Regions from separate parts of the Macaca mulatta genome. Here region 1 is linked to region 2. Evidence: chromatin contacts called from public Hi-C data. All regions are on one chromosome and are shown on one strand. Each heading gives the region's core, a stretch centred on a gene start, on an enhancer-like site or on the middle of the called end of the contact. The rest is flanking DNA. Distances are from core to core; before and after follow the strand shown.

Region 1 (6,767 bases), core at 469-2,968, 110 kb after region 2:
CTTTGAAGACATCATGCTACATGAAATAGTCACAAAAGGAAGAATACTGTATTACCCCACTTACATGAGGCTTCTAGAATAGTCAAATTAATAAAGATGGAAAGTAGAAATGTCATGGAGGGAGAAGAAGGGAGTTGTTTAATCGGTACAGAGTTTCAATTTTGCAAGATGAAGAGTTCTGTCAATGGATGGTGGTGGTGATGGTTACACAATGTGAATGCACTTAATGCCACTGAACTGAATATCTAAAAATAGGATGGTAAAATGTATGTTATGTCTCTTTTACCACCATTAAAAAAGGATAAATAAACAGGAAAAAAAAATGGCCATGATATTTCAGTGCAACTCTATTGATATGTTCACATGGTCTTTCTGAGTCTTTTTTCTAATCGTAGCCTTTTGATAGGTCTTTTTTGACAGCTTCCTCTCTTCTCCATTACAGGAACATGTTTTTGCAGTTGTGCGACCCAAATGGGCCATTTCAAGCTGCCCCATCGGATGTGGAGCGCTGATGTGTAAGTATTACTTTAATACCCATGACATGGCCGGGTAGACAAGACTCCCAGGAAAGACAGAACTCACAGAACACGATTATGGGGAATCTGGGCTCCTGGGGACCTTCAGGGCCTCCCATCTCCTACTGACGAAGGATCACTGATTTATCAGATGTTACCCTGCTTAAACAGAAGCAGCCTATTAGGGCAGCTCACTCCATTCCTAGAATCAAACATACCCAACCCACTCCCCTTATTTTACAGAGAAAAATCAGTGGAGAACGGTAGATCTTATTCCTAGAAAGCTGATGAGCCCCGTTTCTCTTGCAATGGAAAGACCTGGCTGCCCTGGGCCACATCCCCACCTGCCACAGGGGTTGGCAGCAGAGGCGCGCGCGCTCTGCAGTTGGCCACAGTCCCCTCCACTCTTCTCTCAAAATAGGCTCGGGTCTTTAACCTAGACTACCCCCACTGGCCCCGAAGCTCTTCTTTTATCTTTGAGATGGAGTCTCCCTCTGTCGCCCACGCTGGGGTGTGGAGTGCAGTGGCGCGATCTGGGCTCACTGCAACCTCCGTCTCCTGGGTTCATGTCCGTCTCCTGGGTTCATGCGATTCTCCTGCCTCAGCCTCTTGAGTAGCTGGGACTACAGGCGCGCGCCACCACACCTGGTTGGTTTTTGTATTTTTAGTGGAGACGGGGTTTCGCCATGTTGGGCAGGCTGGTCTCGAACTCCTGATCTCAAGTGATCCACCCCTCTTGGTCTCCCAAAGTGCTGGGATTACAGGTGTCTGCCACCACGCCCGGCTAATTTTCGTATTTTTAGTAGAGTTGAAGTTTCACCCTGTTGGCCAGGCTGGTCTCGAACTCCTGACCTCTGGTGATCCACCTGCCTCGACCTCCCTAAGTGCTGGGATTACAAGCATGAGCCACCGCGCCCGCCCTCCCCGAAGCATTTTTAATTGCGGTGCCGGCTTTAAAAAAACTTTTAGGTCAAGAAACGCGCTCCAGAAGCGCGGCGAGGGTACGTTGGCCAGGCGCCTTCCGTCACCTGCGCAGCCGTAAGGGCCGCGGACCTCCCCGCCTGGGCAGGAGGTGTCCGCAGAGGCCTCGGCGCCCTGGCCCCGCTGTGTAATACACTGCCCGGGGCTGGGCCCCTGCATGCCCGCGGGCCTCGGCGTCTGTACCCGGTACCGCGGGCGGCGACACCTACCTCGCGGGGCTGGGGAGGCTCGAATGGGCTAAGAGACGGGACCGTGCCCAGCACCGGGCCTGGCACACAGCGGGCACCCAGTCTGGGGGCGGTGTCGCGCAGTCCCAGCGAAGAGGCTGCTGAGGCTGCAGGAGCAATGACAACAGGGGGTGCCACCCCCTGCCCGCGCAGCCTAAGGGGCCGCGGCGGGCCGGACCCCGCACCTCAGCCCCGGGATGCGGGGGCGGCCGCGCGCACAGCTAGGCGCTCGCGCATGCGCACCGACATCCAGGCCACGGATCGAGGACAGAGGTTAGATGGGTTGAACCATTACGGGAAGGGGAGGGGAAGCTTTGGGAGGAGTGAGGGAGGGTGGAAAGAGGAAGAAAAAAGCAAGATAGGACCGCAAGCTGGACGTAACTGGAAGGGATCATGACTGCGGAATCCAGCAGGGGCATTGGAGTTGTTGTGCACTCAGCTCCGAGCTTCTTCGTAGTCCCTCACCCCCGTGGCTACTATGGACTGATCCGGAAGGTCAGGCAGGGGGAAGCTGCGCAGGCGCAGTGTGAGCGGTAACATGGCGTCCAGGCCTAAGCGGCGGGCCGTGGAAAGTGGGGTTCCGCAGCCGCCGGACCCCCTAGTCCAGCGCGACGAAGAAGAGGAAGATGAAGTCGAGGATGAGGACGAAGACGATGACGACAGTGACGAGGAAGAGGATGAAGAGGACGACGTCATTGACGAGGTGGGAAGGACACGCTTCCCTAGTTGGTTTATACCTGAGAAAAACTTTCTGGCAAGCCCAGGCTGTGTAAAAATAGCGTAGTGACTTCCCTAACCCTGAGGGTCTGTGAGGAAAAGCTGGAGATAAGTTCTTTCTCAGGTTTCTCCTCGGTCTTTCACACACTGCAGCCACAGTGGTTATTTTTGAAAGGCCGACTCCGGTCCGGTTAACCTCGCAACCCGCGGCCCCCCGAAAAAGCCCGCCGCAACAGGTGTGTTCTCGCCCTCTTTAGTTCTCAGGCTGAAGCCTCAAATCCTGAATCGGCCACCGCGGGCCCGCAGAAGGGGCCCTCTCCCCGCAGGGCAGCAGCTGACCTCTTCATTCTGCGGGCGGCACTCACGTGGGCCCTCGGTTTCTTGAAGGCTCCTGCCGGGTTCTACCGTAGCAGCTTTTTCAGACGCTCTTCTTCATCCTGCAGAGTTTTCCCTTCTTCAGATCTCAGCTAGGCTGTATTTTCTGGCTCCTGGGGCAGCTGACCCAAATCGTAGGTAAATCTTTGGCTTCATAGTCTTATAGAACTGGGTTCTTTTCTTCAGAATAGGTCCTATAGTGCCTGGAAATATAGGTACTTATTATTTGTTTAATAAATAATTAGGACTGAATGGTCCTTCAGACCACTGAATGTGTAAATAGATACCTCAACCTTAACTTGTCCAAAGCAGATTTGTATAATAATTCATGCCCCTCTCTTAACCGTCACCGTTTCTGTAAATGGCCCCTAAAATCACCAGCTGCTCTAACCCAAAACTTTAATTCCTTAACTTTAATTCCTCCCTTTCCTCATCCTATATTCAGTCCATCAGTAAATCCTGTTATCCAGACATTTCTCAGCACTGATTATGAGACCATCGTAGTCCACACCTCCATTATCTCTTGCCTGGACTACTATTTAATATAACAGCTTTTAACCGGCGTGCTTTTCTCCATTCTTGTTTCCCTACAATCAGTCTATACTCCATCTACAGTCAGAGAGATCTTGTGGGTCTGATCTCACGCCTCTGCTCAGAGTGCTCCATTGGCTTTCTAGTTCATTTATAAGAAAATCCAGAATCCTTACGTTTGAGGGACAGAAAGGCAGCCTGGATGGCTGGATCAGAATAAGGAAGAGAGAGTGATAGGAAATAAAATCAGCGGTAACCATGAGTCAGTCATGAAGAGCATGGAGGGGAGGATACAGAGAAGCATGGATGCAGGATTAGAGTTGACACCATGACGTGTGCAGGTGATCAGTCTTTCCTTACAGATCTTTACTTTGGCTCTGTGCCTTGAATGCCATCTCACCATTTTTCACTTAGAACTTTAACTAGCTATTTTATTACTTTTGGGTTATAGAAATCAGTGCTTCTTGTGTTAACATGGGAAATCTATCAGACCACCACAGTCTTAATTCTAAATCACTTGGGAATGAGGGACAGGGCTCTTTTCTACAAACATGACTGTTCCTGCTGAAACCATGTGGAGATGAGCCCATACCCAGGAAAAGGGTGCTGGACATATACTCCATTTGCTGCCCATTTCCCTGGTGGTGCCATCATAGTCTGGGACAGAGGTCGAAAACATCTATCTAGGCAAAAAAAAGCAAAAAAACAAAAAAACACTAGATGAGCATCATTTACAGAATGTATTTATGTCTAAGGAATAAGTTTAAGTCCTGAATAATGACAATTTGTTATTTGGTTTAGTTTGATCCTGTTTGAAACACTCCCACCTGACCCCTTGTTTTGCTGCTCACATAATCTGGCTGAGTTAGCATTTGAAGTCTGCAAAGCTGGACTTAAAAGAGTTCAAATTGGAGCTGGAATTGCTTCAAAATTCCAGGGCCTTGCACATTTAACAATTAAGGAAGCCTTAGATATATATGTAGTTAGGGTGGCAAGGTAAAAGGGGGTCTGATTTCCTCTATGATGTCCTTCAGCTAAGATCTAAATTCCCAAACCATTAAAACCTGAAGTGCCTCAAAATATATTATTTCATCAGAGCCCCAAGTTCATTGTGTCACTTATCAAGGTATGATTTAGGGTCCTCAAGGACTGATCTTGTTAGTGTTTAAAAGGAAGGAGGTTTTGTTTTTGGCATTTTAGTGCCATCTTCTAGATTCTGTTGTCTTGCAGATAGAGATCTGGGAGCCCAGCTACACATTCATTCTTCTAGTCCCTTGTACTCATCGTGTCTCCTTCTGCCTTAGGGCCTTAGTTTGTTCCGTTCCCTGTACCAGGAACTCTCTTTGCCGTTTTTTGGTTCCTTGCTCAAGTGTCACTTCTTTAAGGAAGCCTTTCCTGACTGACTTCTTATTTTTTAAGTTGTTACAGCACTGTGTACCTTTGTTTTATAGCACTTACATTTATTTCTATAAATATTTCCTTAATGTCTGTATTCCTCCCTAAATCGTAAGCTGCACGAGAGCAGGATCATTTGTGTCTGCCTTACTAACCTTTTCATCTTGAGTGCCTGGCACAGTGCTTGGTACCTGGATTGGTACTTAATAAGTATTTGCTAAGCAAATGACGTGTAACCTCAAATCCATGGGCTAAGTCAAGCTCTAGACAATTCCAGGGACTTTTGAAGTGATTTTGATTTTTGCGCACCCTTTTTGCAATCAGGAAAATAATTTCTCCTTTGTGGCTGCTGTGTCTGGTTTATTTGAACCGGATTTTCTCAACATTTAAACTAGGTTATTCTGAGTGTTTTGTTTTCTCAGGCTTTTGTGTCACATGAAGAAAGAGTGTGAAGGTGCTTTGTATTCTCTACAGATGGCAATCTTGTCAATGTTTGCCTATTTTAAAGTCTAGATGTTTGTAGTTTTTCTGGTAACAACTATTTTGTGTGTTATTTGCAGGAAGTGAATATTGAATTTGAAGCTTATTCCCTATCAGATAATGATTATGACGGAATTAAGAAATTACTGCAGCAGGTATTGTCTTTTATTTATTATGCATAAATTTTCTCTTCTAAGAAAAATCGGGCTGGGTGCAGTGGTTCATGCCTATAATCTCAGCATTTTGGAAGGCCAAGGTGAGAGGATCACTTGAGCCCAGGAGTTTGAGACCAGCCTGGACAACATAATGAGAACCTGTCTCTACAAAAAAATAAAAAATTAGCCAACTGAGGTAGCACACACCTTTAGTCCTAACTCCTAAGGAGGCTGAGGCCAGAGGATTACTTGAGTCTAGGAGCTCAAGGCTGCAGTGAGCTATGAATGCACCACTGAGCTCCAGTCTGGGCAACAGAGCAAGCCTCTGTCTCTTAAAAAAAAAAAGATTCAGGTCATTCAATACAGGCTTTCTCAAATTCAAATTTGTAGAATTTCCATTTCTGTCCTCTCTACCTTGCTTGGAAGATAGAATTATTTCCTTTCATCTGCTAATTAGTTGAGCTATTTTTTTTTTTTTTAAATTCACAATTCTTATGTAACAGTCATATAACTGTGCTGTTTGGTGCTATAAAATTGATGCTTGCTGCTTCTCCTTATTCTTTTACTCATATAATATGACTCTGGTTCTTTAACCTTTATAGCCTCTACTGTCCTTTTCACCAAATTCTTTGGCCTTATGTTTATCCTCTCTTCTCCCTTTTTTCCTCCCCCTCCCCCATTACTTCTGTATTACCACTGACTGCTTTTCTGAAATTTCATAATCTTTAGCTTCTTTGACTCTCCTGGGCTTTTCTTTCCCTCTTGGGATTGCTTTTCTAGGTCATCTTCTTAAGTCACAGAAATTTCGTTATTTGTATTTGAATATAGGATTTGAAGTTATTAGAAATCATGCTTTGATCTTAATTTAAAATTTTTTCCTCCTTTTAGCTTTTTCTAAAGGCTCCTGTGAACACTGCAGAACTAACAGATCTCTTAATTCAACAGAACCATATTGGGAGTGTGATTAAGGTAAGCAGGACAATTGTGTTTATTCTGATTAAATTAGTTCTTTATTCTGTTCATGCTGGGCATCACCATGCTTGTAATCCTAGCACTTTGGGAAGCAAAGGTGGGAGAATTGCTTGAGGCCAGGAGTTCAAGACCATCCTGGGCAACATAGCAATACTCTGTCTCTACAAAAAATAACAAAAAATTAGCCGGGCATAGTGGCACCTGCCTATAGTCTTTTTACCCAGGTGGCTGAGGTAGGAGGATCTCTTCAGCCAAGGAGTTGAAGGCTGTGATGAGCTTTGATTGTGCCACTGCACTCTAGCCTGGCAACACAGCAAGACCCTATATCTGGGGTGGGTGGGGGAAGAGTTCTTATTCTGTTTAGCTCAAATTGGAAGCAGGACTACTGGAGGAAGGGAGACTGATCAGAAGTCATTGCA
Region 2 (6,720 bases), core at 642-3,141:
ACTGTAATCCTGGTCCTGTGTGTGGCTGCTGGAGACCCAGCCCTGACTCAGGTTTTCCTCCACAGTCAGTCCCAAGGGTCCCTGGTCACCCTTAGAGCTCCCATTATCCTCTGTGTGCTGCCAACCTCTTTTTCTGTGCTGAGTTCCTGGTTCTGTTTCATACTTTGTCTTTTCACGGGCTATTTCAGCACGTTTTCCCACTAAGCATCATCAACACGTGTCTAGGCACTCACTTCTCAAGAAGCATGCAAAATATTTGAATCCTGAGAAAAGAATCACTGCTATTTCTTTCTTACAAAGATAGAATTACACAATAAAACAACAGAATTTAAAGATTACCACAAGCTGAATTATGTATGTGTGTAAAAGCTTAACAAAATTACATATTATAATAATCACAAATAAAAATAGGAAAAGAAAATATTAAAGAATAAATTTAAATCACTTCATTTCACGACTCAGATCTGTTTTTGTGGACACAGACACAGAAATGGAGACTTTTTAAAATTAAGATCATATTGCACATTGGCTTTTTTTTTGAGACGGAGTCTTGCTGTGTCGCCCAGGCTGGAGTGCAGTGGTGCAATCTCAGCTCACTGCAAGCTCCGCCTCCTGGGTTCAAGCCTCCCTGCCTCAGCCTCCCTAGTAGCTGGGATTACAGGCGCCCACCACCACACCTGGCTAATTTTTGTATTTTTAGTAGAGATGGGTTTTCACCCTGTTGGTCAGGCGGTCTCGATCTGACCTCGGGTGATCTGCCCACCTCGGCCTCCCAAAGTGCAGGGATTACAGCCGTGAGTCACCGCGCCTGGCTTGTTACATTTAATTCATAAAATTGTTTTGTTACATTTGAAAGCAATTTGTGAGTTGAATGCTTGCTCATCAGGAGCATTCCTGAAAACGGACAGGACAGTGAGTTATCACAGCCAAATGTGAATTACAAATTGAGATAGCCAAACTGCAGGAACCAAGTTAATTTTTAAAAACACTTTCTGCATCCTACGGCACAACAAAACACTTTTACTACAAAACATGTATGATGGATGTGGCTGCGTTTGACAGTTTGAGATGACATTGAAGAGTGGGAAAGTAAGAGAGCCTGGACCTTCAAAGCTTGCAAACGGCCCGGGCTATTTCTCCACCTCCTGGCTACTCCAAGGAACCTCCTGGTAACCTGTGAGAAACGCCAAGTCTCAGGCCCACCCAGAGCGCCCGAATGAAAACATACGCGTTATGAGGCCCCAGGTGCAGCGTCTCAGGGATCCTGCACAGCCTGGGACGCCCCGCAAGCAGCGGGCATGCCGGGCCCCCAGGAGCCTCCGAAAGCCACCCATTCCCTAAACCGGGAGCCTCGTCCGCGCGTCCCAGCGTCCTCCCCGGAAGCCCCGCCGCTCCCACACCCAGGATGGAGCCACACGGGCACTAAGAGGCGGGCAGGGGCGCCCAGTCTTGAGATGGCAGGCTCGCTTTTCCAGTCCGGGCCCTCGGGGTGCCCGTGTGAAAAGAGGTGACACTGAAGCCTGGGGAAGAAGTGCGAAGCCCTCACTAATTCACGTAACCGGAGCCAACGGTAGCGCAGTGGGCTGCACGTCCCCTCCCACGCGCAGATTACCTGCAAGCGCGCACCACCCCCAGAACTGTTTGCCAACAAAGACGTGCAGGGGGCGGAGCCTGAGCGTCAGATCCCGCGAGCGGCGTGCAGGGGGCGGAACCTAGGAGTCAGATACCGCGAGAAGCAGTCTCCCGAAGAGGTTCGGACAAGCGCAGGCGCACTACAATTCCCGCCCTGGCCGCGAAGGTGGGACCCGCAGCGGGAGGCGGGGCCGGGCCTATGGGACAAAGATCGCGAGATTTAATGTGGAGTCACAGCTACTTCTTCCTGGCAGAGACCGGAAGTGCGGTCCGCGGAGTGTGTCTGGCGCTTGCCCTGTTTTGGGCCCGGGTGGCTGTTGCCGCTGCTCCGCTCCCCCTTCGTCTCGCCTGACTTGGATCGAAGTGATGGGGGATCCCAAGGAGGCCGGAGCAGAGGGTCCGCCGGCGGGGGCCGCCTCTCGAGGAGGACTCAGCCTCCTGTCCCAGGGAGAATCCGAGGAACCTTCTGCACAGGTGAGTCCTCCGAGGAGTGGCACCTGCCAGGGATGCGGGAGCCGAGGATCCGCTCCACCGGGGAGGGATGCCACGGTTCCCGGCAGATTCTGGAGGCTTCTCCATGTTTCCCTGACACCCCCAAAACAGGGAGTGGAAGTCCGTGTTCCTTTCGGCAGGTATTCGTATTAAAAGCAGTCCTGGTAGCCGACAGGTGAGTTAGATACGATCTCTGCTCTCAAGGAGGGTTCTTGTAAATATGTCGTTCCAAAACGTGGCACAGTCGTGCAAAGCAGGAGGGAAGAAACGGTGCCAGGCAGTGACTCGCCGAGAATGAGACCGAACTAATTCACAAAAGGTGTAAAATGTTTGCCAGGCAGAAAAGGGACTGCGTGAAAGGTTAGAATATTGAACCCAGACACTGAACTTGCTTTGGGAGTGTGCAGGTGCAGGTTGTGAGGAACGAACCCCCCATGCCTTGCTATGAAGTTAGAGACTCAAGACTATTTGAACCATGCATACATGCATGAACCGATGCATCAATTACTAAATATTTGCATTAAAACAAAAAAAGGCCCAAATATTCTACCACACTACTTTATGAATGATGTGTTATTAAAATTAAAATACATCTTTGGTCCGGCGCGGTGGCTCACGCCTGTAATCTCAGCACTTTGGAAGGCCGAGGTGGGTGGATCACCTGAGGTCGGGGAGTTGGAGACCAGCCTGGCCAACATGGCAAAACCCCGTCTCTACTAAAAATACAAAAATTAGCCGGGCGTGGTAGTGCAAGCTTGTAATTCCAGCTACTAGGGACGCTGAGGCAGGAGAATGGCTTAAGCCCAGGTTGCCCAGGTTGCAGTGAGCCATGATTGCTCCGCTGCACTCCAGCCTGGGCAACAAAGCGAGACTACTTCTCAAAAATTAAAAAAAAAAAAAAAGAATTAAAATACATCTTCGATACTGAAAATAGACTTTATTGAAGTTTGCATTTAGTTAACATGTTACCATTGAGTCTCCTTGGTTTCTGCTTCTCCACATTATATGAATAAATTTTAAAAGGTAGAGTAGGTGGTCCATTTTCTAGCTGATAACCATGACCATCATACTCCTTGACTCATCTTTTTTCTTTGAAGTTGGTGTAAAAGAACTAAATAAATGTTAGCGTTTATGCTCAAATTTATTAAGTGCTGTTAGTAACATGTGGCATCCGTTCCTTGTGAAGCCTGGTGTGACAGGTCCTTGTTTTCTTTTTTATGAAGGTGAGATTTTTCGTTCCTAGTAATTTTCATTAAAGTTTCACCCAATGTGTTAATTAGGGATCAGCTTTATTTCTTGGAGGCAATGAAGTGAAGAGCCGAGCTGTGGTGAAATACTCTTCTGCCCCTCCTCGAACAGCATTTGCACGCCTTGAAGAGAAAACAGACTTGAAACTCCCACCTGCCAACTGGTTACGAGAGAGTGCCAAACTAGGGCCGGCAGGAACTACCATTCTTGGCAACAGCAAGAAAAGCAAGCCATTTTCAAGGTAAATATTAATCAGTGGCATTTTTACCTGCCCCTCCACCCTCACTTAAAACTCTTATTTGCTTTTAAATTCAGTTTGTAATGCCCATTAACTTGTCGAGATTTCTCTTTAGAGAAAGATCACATTTGATTTTCAAAGGCTTTTTATTCTGATAATAGATGATGTTACAATATGAAGATGTACATACAATATCAATTGCATATGCTTCTTTCAAGTCTGCATCACGTTATTAGCAAAGATGAGTTTTGACCGCCAAAGTTCAATCAGCCCTTTTATTTTAGCCAATTTGCATACCTTTTGAATATATGAATATAAAGGATCAGCTTGGTGCATGAGGAGGAAGACCTTGAACATTACTTCATCTTTCCTGTGGAGTTTTTCATTAAATGGTGGCAGGTTGATCTGGAAAAGCCAGATTTAAAAACCCAGCATGTTGGGTGACCTACACCTTAACTTTGGCACCAGAAATTCTGCTGATGGTATTTAAAGTTGAGAGAGTAGCCTGAGGTCCTATAGAGAAAAATGTACTAATGTCCATATTGTAGGCCATTTAATGTGTGGGGTTCTCTTTTCTTCTTCCCCCTTCTCAGCCACTCAATCTAAAATATTTCCATGTAACTTGTAGCAAGGGGCACAAATACACTAATACTTTATGAGCTGGTAGTTTGGAAATTATCCTAAAGCCTCAGAAAATAAAAGTTATATTTGCAAAAATACGTTTGTGTGTAGCATCATTTATAGGAGCAAAAAGTTGGGAATATCCCAGATATCATTTTTTAAAAGAATGGCTTAATTATGATTTGTCAACATAATTAAATGTTGCGAGGAAATTTGAATAATTATATTAACTCTATACAAATGCCGTGCCAAGTATTTTATATGCTTATTTAATTCTCACAACAACTCTTTGAGATAGGCACTGTTAATTATTTTGCATCTGAGAAAACGGAAGCTGAGAAGGGTGAAATAATTTGACTCAAGCATACAGTAAATCACAAAGCATGCTTTGCCATTAGGCAGTCCTTGGTAAGTGTCCTGACTCTGCCTTTTAGTAATTGGAACATGGCGATGTTGGGTACCTTTCAGGCTTATAGACTATAGATGTGCCTCAGGTGGTACGTGGCATCAGTTGGCTGCTCAATTAACAGTTTTTTTCCATTTCCTTTTGTGGCTGAATTGGTGTCAGGTGCATTTTTTTCATGTATATTTTTTAAAAGAGGTATTGTATATCACTAGAAACACAATCTCAGAAAGTAAAATCCTAGTACATGTTTCTGTTTTTCTTATCTCTCCACCTAAAAAGAATAAAGTTTTGAACTATTTTCCCTTGGAGACTTTGGGTTTTGTGATTACAAAAATAAAATAATTGTTTTTATTTGAAATATTTCCTACTGGATGCTTCTAATGATTATTACCATGTCTTATCAAATCTAAGATGCCATTGACTCTCAGACACAGCATGATTTTAGTGCCACTAAGAAGAAAAAACTTGCCAGCTGTGATGGTGATACGCATCCTGGTTTCAGAGTTGTTAAAATGTGGAAAATGTGTATCCTAGAAGCAATGAAGTATTGTTATTAAATTCTACTTGCATGATTATGAGCATGACCTTATAACCGGTGTCCTTTTATCTCTTTGGTAGCTTTGGCATGGCATACGACTTTATTGATTCAGTGGGAAATGATGTGGATGTTGTCTCTGACTCTGAAGTAAGTGTAATTTTGGGGGTGTTTTGTGATAGGTGTTTTATACCATGCTGTGTTTTGCATGATATAAATTTGCAAGTCTTGAGAAATTAGTGATGAAATAAGACAAAACTTATCTGATTATTGAATATCTTTTTTGTTATTAAAGTATCATTGTTTACCACATTTTTATTTAAAGAGGAAGGAATAATCCCCAAACACTGGCAGTGGTAATAATACTGATGGTTATATTTTAATGATAGTAATTGAAACTGATTATAGTGTTTGGGATTATTCTGTATATGTTACCAATTGAGTTACAAATGATATTTCTAGTAAAATCTATTGATCGTTATTGGCTTTGATCTGATATGCTAGAAGCCTGGGTCAGCATAACAGTGTGACGTATCCACCCTTAACTTTAAGAAATCCTATCATGTAAAAATAAATGTTTGGGCAGGGCACAGTGGCTCAAGCCTGTAATCCCAGCACTTTGGGAGGCCGAGACAGGCGGATCACGAGGTCAGGAGATCGAGACCATCCTGGCTAACACGGTGAAACCCCGTCTCTACTAAAAAATACAAAATAACTAGTCGGGCGAGGTGGCAGGGCGCCTGTAGTCCCAGCTACTTGGGAGGCTGAGGCAGGAGAATGGCGTAAACCCAGGAGGCGGAGCTTGCCGTGAGCCCAGATCGCGCCACTGCACTCCAGCCTGTGCGACAGAGCGAGACTCCATCTCAAAAAAAAAAATTTAAAAATAAATGTTCGACTGTCACTGACATAGTGTGACTCATAAAGTCTACGTGATTCTGGTTTGAACACTCCATCCTCTGTGTGTTTGCGTGTAGCTCTTGGTTTAAAGTTCTGTTTGTATAACCTTAAGGAAATAAGATTTATTATGCTTTAAAATGAATGAAGCTAAAATTTAAAAGATTGCAAATCACACTAAAACAGTCTTTCTCAACTATTTTTTTCTCTTAATTTTTTAAGAACATAAAAAAACTCCTGAAAATTCCCTACAGCAAGTCGCACGTGAGCATGGCAGTACACCGCATAGGAAGGACTCTCTTACTAGATGAGCTAGATATTCAAGAACTCTTTATGAGATCATCTCAGGTAATGCTTTTGTGAAAAAATCCAGCAAAACATTAACAGCTTAAGAGCACTAGAAATATGATTTTGTTTCAGAGAATGGCCAAAGTGGAAATGTAGTTGAGTACTTCAACAATCGAGAAACTGAAAGTTTTGCTGAAGATAGAAAAGCTTGAATGAAGAAAAAAGAAGAGAATGAGAATGGTGAAGAAAATTATTTTATTGATTCCAATAGCCAGATTCTTTCTTACAAGAAAACAGATGAAGCCAATGAAGAAAGTTGTGAAAAATCTGTGAAATTTAAGGGACTAGTTTAATATTTTTAAAAAT

Evidence for each region. A called contact is a pair of places that touch in the nucleus more often than the background predicts.
Region 1: a Hi-C map of CD4 T cells shows a contact between it and region 2, with 2.5 times the contacts expected there. The contact joins the promoter of UROS here to the promoter of EDRF1 in region 2. A contact is called at or near these places in 2 of 14 Hi-C or Micro-C datasets (CD4 T cells and blood).

Annotation. Positions count from the first base shown.
Region 1 is chr9:137,876,549-137,883,315 of T2T-MMU8v2.0, forward strand. It overlaps UROS (uroporphyrinogen III synthase), which reads right to left and starts at 1,719. Exons shown (of 10, transcript NM_001266782.1): 1 at 1,706-1,719. It overlaps BCCIP (BRCA2 and CDKN1A interacting protein), which reads left to right and starts at 2,259. Exons shown (of 7, transcript NM_001265671.1): 1 at 2,259-2,426; 2 at 5,302-5,376; 3 at 6,265-6,345. The coding sequence starts at 2,262.
Region 2 is chr9:137,767,101-137,773,820 of T2T-MMU8v2.0, forward strand. EDRF1 (erythroid differentiation regulatory factor 1) reads left to right here and starts at 1,892. Exons shown (of 24, transcript XM_015148437.3): 1 at 1,892-2,106; 2 at 3,405-3,613; 3 at 5,256-5,322; 4 at 6,289-6,414. The coding sequence starts at 1,999. LOC144331367 (a long non-coding RNA gene) reads right to left here and starts at 1,731. Exons shown (of 3, transcript XR_013398452.1): 1 at 1,613-1,731.